Regions from separate parts of the Hordeum vulgare genome. Here region 1 is linked to region 2. A link is a contact called in public Hi-C data. All regions are on one chromosome and are shown on one strand. The core of a region is the stretch at or near the end of the contact, and the rest is flanking DNA. Distances in the headings are between cores, read along the strand shown.

What was found. Hi-C and Micro-C count contacts between places; a contact is called where the count stands out from the background.
Region 1: a Hi-C map of leaf shows a contact between it and region 2, with 2.7 times the contacts expected there. The contact joins the promoter of LOC123430886 here to the promoter of LOC123427909 in region 2. A contact is called at or near these places in 2 of 6 Hi-C or Micro-C datasets (leaf and seedling).

What each region holds. Positions count from the first base shown.
Region 1 is chr2H:620,080,027-620,083,456 of MorexV3_pseudomolecules_assembly, forward strand. It overlaps LOC123430886, which reads left to right and starts at 1,851. Exons shown (of 5, transcript XM_045114717.1): 1 at 1,851-2,024; 2 at 2,720-3,430. The coding sequence starts at 2,781.
Region 2 is chr2H:619,950,470-619,953,592 of MorexV3_pseudomolecules_assembly, forward strand. It overlaps LOC123427909 (RNA-binding protein L-like), which reads left to right and starts at 1,465. Exons shown (of 7, transcript XM_045112051.1): 1 at 1,465-1,915; 2 at 2,419-2,878. The coding sequence starts at 1,568.

The DNA of each region.
Region 1 (3,430 bases), core at 601-3,100, 130 kb after region 2:
GTGAATAGGACCTAACTATGCGCTTTTCTATCAATTGGTCAACATTAATTTGTTTACTATCGTATGGTTACTTTCATGAGAGATGCCACTAGAGAAAACTATGGCCCCCGGGTCTATTCATTTATAAGTTTACAAACCTACAATACCTCGTTGTTCTTATTTACCTTTTATTTTATTTTGTAACTTATAATTATCTACAACCAACCACACTACTTAAAGCTTTAAAATAACGAGTCCAAGGGGATTGACAACCCTCCTGCATGCGTTGGGTGCAAGTTGTTTCCTCTTGTGTGTATTTGCTGAAGACAGGGGTTGACAGTTACTCCTATTGGTTCGATAAACCTTGGTTTTCTACTAAGGAAAATACTTACCTATATTGTGCTTCATCACCCGTTCCTCTTCACGGAAAACCCAATGCAGATCACAAGTATCAACCTGGTGACTTGAATTGGTACAAGGCAATGTAAAAAATTGGGATCATTTAACAGATGCTAGAAAATATGCCCTCAAATTGTGCATTCTAGCCTACCCGAACAACCTCGTTGTTGAGCAGTGTGTTTCTAGGAAATCCTTGAAATGACCTCCAAGTTTTTCCACCAGATGGGATGCCCATGGTAGGCATTCATATGCTAGGTTTGAATGACTTCCGACACCGTATGCATGTTCTCACACGTCCGACCATGTATCAGCCTTTTTTCAACGAGAAAAATAAAGAAAATGTAAAAGTTATGGAAAACACAAACAACTTCGTATGGTGACTTGAATTGGTCAAAGAAGGCATGAAAAAATTGGAATAATTTCATGAATGTCGAGAAATAACATGATCTCACACAGAGTCTTTTGGCCTTCGTAGACATCCTTCGTTGAACATGGCCTATTTATAGACATTATTGAAATGACGGCAACTTTTGCAGAATGGAAGACCCGTGAAGTTTATGTGAATGAGTGCTTCAACTTGCTGTTGAATGGAAGTGTGTGCATGATAGAATAGCTCAACAGAGAGAAAGGAAGACCTTGGAGCAATGAAAAAAGGCAGCTGAAGGATGGATCAAAGCTAATGTTGGCAGTGCTATGGCAAAACATAAAAAATCGGGAGGGGAGGGGGTGTCCATAGGGATGACCATGGCAAGTTCCTTGTAGGCGCATGCCATTTTTCCCCTTCCGTTCATGATACTGAGGTGGCGGTGTTGTTGGCGTGTCGGTGGGCCCTTATTTTTGCGAAACAACTTAACATCTACAAGGTTATTCTTGAGACAAACTCCCAAGTACCGGTAAGCAAGATTAGAAACAGACAAAGGTATTTCTCTACAAATAGGCAGCTAGTCGACGAGGTTAAAGAGTTACTTCACTATTTTTTTGAGTTTAGGGTTGCTTTGGTACGATGATTAGCTAATAAAGTCGCACATGTCCTAGCTAGGAGGGGTGTACTTAGTCGTTGTGTAAACCCCTGGGTCCGCTTGTCTCCCGAGTGTGTTAGCTCGGAGATCATTCATGAACTTTGAATAAAACAACAACGTTCCCCTAAAACAAAAAAGACAACCAAACACCCAAATAATCATTTTCATAGTAGTATAAAAAATAATAGTTCAGCAGATTTTAGGAACCAACTGAAAGCAAAAAAAAAAAAAAAAAGAGAACAAGATGGCCCTCCTTAATTATGGCCTGCAGAGAACAGTCGGCCCATGTGGTATCCACCCACGTCCGCGGGCCGGACAACGGCAGGTGGACCTAGCAGCGCCACCAGTCCCCCCGCTTCCTCCGCAGCCAGCCACGATTTGTATGGTGCGGCGGGGCGAGGCGAGGCTGCCTGCCGTTTCAATCGAGCCACATCGTCCGCCCCCCGCCCCCTCCGATCCCCCGCCATTCCCTTCCCCCCACATCGACGAGAACCCTAGCCCCCGAGCTCCTCCGCCCCCCATCCGCAGCTTCCCTTCCTCCGCCTCCTCCCCCGCCAGCGGACTCGTCGCGATCATCTCTCCTCCCAGAGGCGACGGCGCGCGCGCGGAGAGGACAAGATTTCAGGGGTAATCGCGCACTCCCATCTGTATAAGCCTGCGCCTCGCCCAACTGCGTCGCTTGTTTGCTTGCTTGTTCCGGTTTTATTTTTCCGAGGTCGTTCGATCGGTTCTCCGAGACTCTCGGATTGGCTCGGCGTTCCTCTGTTTTGCTCCGTATTGCTCTGCCCCCATGATGCGTTGGGCCGTGCCACATGGTGGGACGAGATGGGATGGGATGGGAATGATTTTCTAGATTGACCGGGATATTGGTTCGATTTTTTTTCTAAGGCTCTGGTCGTGTCGGATGGGATTTCGATACGAATTGGCAAGTTAGATGTCAGCATCAAGCGTTTTATGTCCAGGACATGTACGTATGTTCTAGGAGCTCACTGTTTAGAATTTAAGATGTGTGCGTAGGCTTCAAGCCACTCGGTGAGGTCTTGCGCAAGGAAAGTATTTTTTTTTTAATGTGGGATATATTAGGTTTCTTTTATGGAAAAATATGGCTTGTAAGTTTGTAGCAGCATCCAATTGACTGGCTTGTGTACACTTGTATTGTCAAGATGCAGTTTAAATCATTGATTGCAAACTGTAGCCATGTGGCTTCTGAAAACAGTGTCATGAGAAAACTGCCTTTTTTTCCATTCAGTTATTGGCACAGTTCTTGCCTCCTTTGTAAAGAAAAACTGTTGTTCTGATTCAAGATAAATTCAAACCAACAGGGTAGTCCCAGCACTCTTGGGTGCAGTTGTAGCTGCAAAAGGTTGAAGCAAGCCAGTAGAGATGACATCAGAAGGGAATAAAGCTGCTGCGCCTAATGAACCGCTGCCCATTGAGCCACCCGCAAGCTCTGGCACAAAGCGTAAGCGTGGTCGCCCAAGGAAGTACGAGTATTCTACATATGAACAACCTCACATGGCACAGCCCGTTCAGAGCATTCCACCTCTTCGCAGCGCATTGTATAACCCAAATATCCGACATGATGGGGTGCACATTAACCACCCGTTAGGTGGTACTCTTGACACTAAAATGCATACAGTTCATGTGCTGCCTGCACAGCAGACTCAGGGTTATAGGCCCAGCCGACCTGTAGATTCTGGTACTACAGTCAAATTTCGTGAAAATCAAGCCTCCAACAGTAGCAGTGCTCATGTGCGAGGCAATGTAGGCAAGGATGTTATCGTTGGCAAGCATTTTGTTGGAAAGATGACCAAGCAATGTCCTGGGTTTTCTCTTATCACGGTGAGAGTGAAGGACAATCAGGTGCTCAGAGGTTGGATCCCAGATGAAACTAACCTACGCCCAATAACACCGAAGGATGATCTTGCCCCTGACCTCCCCATGCTCCAGCCAAGTCAACTTCAGAAGAAAGCATCTGCAATCCACAGACAAGCTGCTCCTCCCTTACCAGTCCACTTGGAGAATGTTACAAT
Region 2 (3,123 bases), core at 215-2,714:
ATTGGCTCATATTCCTCGTGAGGATGCTAGTTGCGGATTACCCCTTTTCCAGCTGTCATGAATGTGCATCACTGTTCTTTGTGATATGACAAAATCCTTTGTATTTCCGTTTGGAAAAGTCCCCTTTTAGCGAAAGTGCCAGCCGTATATGTCTTCTCTTGTGTCAAAATCAATGGAGAAACGTCTCTAAGAGCATCCCTAGCATATAGCAGATCGCCAAAAGTTTTATTTAGAAAAAATACTTTTCAAAGGGATCAAGGTCTATCTTTTCTTAACACAATGCATGCACATACGTTCATATACAAGCAGATACACCTTATCCCTATGAGCACCTCCAAAAGACCGAGCCGACATATTATCTTGAGATTTACAAAGTAATTATAGGCGTCTCGTCGCTGATGGAAACACCCCCTTTCACTGAATGCACATCGCTGAAAATTCCGAAAAAAATACAGGAATAAATGCGAGCACCAGAACTTGAAACATAGTGGACTGTAAATACCACAGTCTCTCTAATCATCCAACCACATATTGGTTTACGATTAAGACCTATCTAGAAGATCTCTCAAACCAATAATTTATTTTTTGAATACGGTACCCATACAAATACTTACATACATATGCATACACTAAACCCTATGGACACACACTCTTCTCTATGAGCACCTTCAAGATATTAAACCGGCACGGCATATTGAGATTGACGAAGTTGCCACATATGTATTCGTAATCGATGAAAGCATATATTCACACTGAAACACACATTGTCAGAAAGGTTAAATAAATTTAGAAAAATGCGACCAACGGTGTAGGACTTGAACCCTAGTGGGTTGGTTCCAACATGGGGAATGAACCTTAACCCACCGCTTCGCAGTCAACCCCCGTGGCTAGAACCGTTCCACCCCGCATCCCTCTCGCACACCTTTCCTCGCCCACCGACGTCGAAATCTTCCTTTTCGCCACCGGCGAGGCCGCACTCGCGTAACTCTGCCCGTTAGCCACCTAGGTCCATTTTCATCGAGAAAATCAACCCGTCCAGCCTTGGAGATCATGGCATACGAAGGTGAAGCACAACTCCTAGGCCGCCGATGGCACCGGAATCGAGGAACGAGACCGCTGCCACCACCCCCTCTCACCGTCCCGACACTCCAGCCGTGTGTTAGGGGTCAAAGCAATTTATCCTTGTACTTTGATGATCAAGTGTGTGTGCTTGTTTTGATTCATGAGAACCTAGTTGTTTTGTCTCTGAAAAAAAAAGCTTCTCCATCTGTGCCAGCGAAGTTTTTTTTTGTGTGTGTGTGTGTGCAGAAAACAAAGAGAGTACGTGGACAAAGCGGACAAGGACGCCAGTTCAATTCCGGAAGAGAAAAGGGAAGAAAAAAAAAGGAAAAACAGGACACGGGCAGCGCGGTTTGCCCGCCCACGGTAATAAAAAAGGAGAGCCGGAACCCCTGTGCGCGCCGCGGACGAATCTCAGCCCTGAAATCCCCATCCCCTCCCCCGCACCCGTCCGTCTCCCTCCCCTCTCTCCCTAGGGTTCGGGCCTCTCCTCCCCTCTCCTCTCGCCATGATGCAGCCACCGCCGCCGTCGCAGCCGCAGCCGGGCATGGGCGCCCCCATGCCGCCGCAGGGCGCGGGAGGGCAGCCGCCGCACTGGGGCGCGATCCCGCCGCCGATGCCGCACTACGCGCAGCCGCCCCCGCAGCAGCAGCCGCCGCCCCAGGCCATGTGGGGCCAGCCGCCGCCCCAGGCCGCGCCCTACGGCCAGGTGCCCGCCCCGCAGCAGTACTACGCCGCGCCGCAGGCCCCCGCCGCCCCCGCCGCCTCGGACGAGGTCAGGACGCTCTGGATCGGGGACCTCCAGTACTGGATGGACGAGAACTACATCTACAGCTGCTTCGCCAACACCGGGGAGGTACGTGCCCCGATCTGACGCCCGATTCGTTCGGCACGTCGGTCCGACGCGAGATTTGCTTCGGCTCGGCTTGCCCTGTTGGATGTACGCGTCGCGGGTCTAGATGTAATCGGTTAGGGATTTAGTTGTGATGGTAGAACTGCGAGACGAGTTACTTTGTTGTGAATTATGTCTTCGTTACAGGGAAAAAAATCCAAGCTTTAGCTGATTTAGCTGTTGTTCTGGAGCAGTTGCGTGTTTTGGCACGGTTGCATGATTGGTGTTGTGAAGACTAAAGCTGTCAACTGCATCTTGCGAAATTGAAAATTCTCTAGTTAACTGAACTATTTGTTTTTCTGCTTATCATGTACCTTTTGCACTGTGTCTTGTGAAATTAAAAATTCTCTAGTTAACTTGAGTATTTGTTTTTCTGCTTATATACCTTCTGCACATCTGTGCGTCTGTTCTGCAGACCATCTATTATATGTAAAGTTGCTAAAGATCATCTTTTTGTTAATTTGCAGTTCCAATCTGTGAAGCTTATCCGCGACAAGCAGACTGGGCAGCTTCAGGGTTATGGCTTTGTCGAGTTTGCAAGCCATGCAGCTGCTGAGCGAGTTCTTCAGACATTCAATGGACAAATGATGCCAAATGTTGAGTTGGCATACAGACTGAACTGGGCCAGTGCTGGCGAAAAGCGTGATGATACCCCAGACTATACAATTTTTGTTGGGGACTTGGCAGCTGATGTTACAGACTACATGTTACAGGAGACATTCAGGGTCCATTACCCTTCAGTGAAGGGCGCAAAAGTTGTGACTGACAAGATGACAATGCGTTCAAAGGGTTATGGGTTTGTCAAGTTTGGTGATCCCACAGAGCAAGCTCGTGCCATGACTGAGATGAATGGAATGCCCTGTTCTTCCAGACCTATGCGCATTGGTCCAGCAGCAAATAGGAAGACAACAGGGGTTCAGGAGAGAGGTAAATGTGGTGAATCTCATGTCACTGCAAATAGCTATTTGCTATTACATGTATACATTTACTTCTCATGCATACTTGATTGCTATGCTTAAGTTCATGTTGTTCTACTTGTTTGTGTCTGAACAATAAAAGCTAGGTATTACCCTTTTTTTGCATGCAAGAAGACATTCTTCATTAGTAGTATAATGGTTTAATGATAAATAAACTATAGTAACTCATGGTATCTGGAGGCAGGATATCAACAG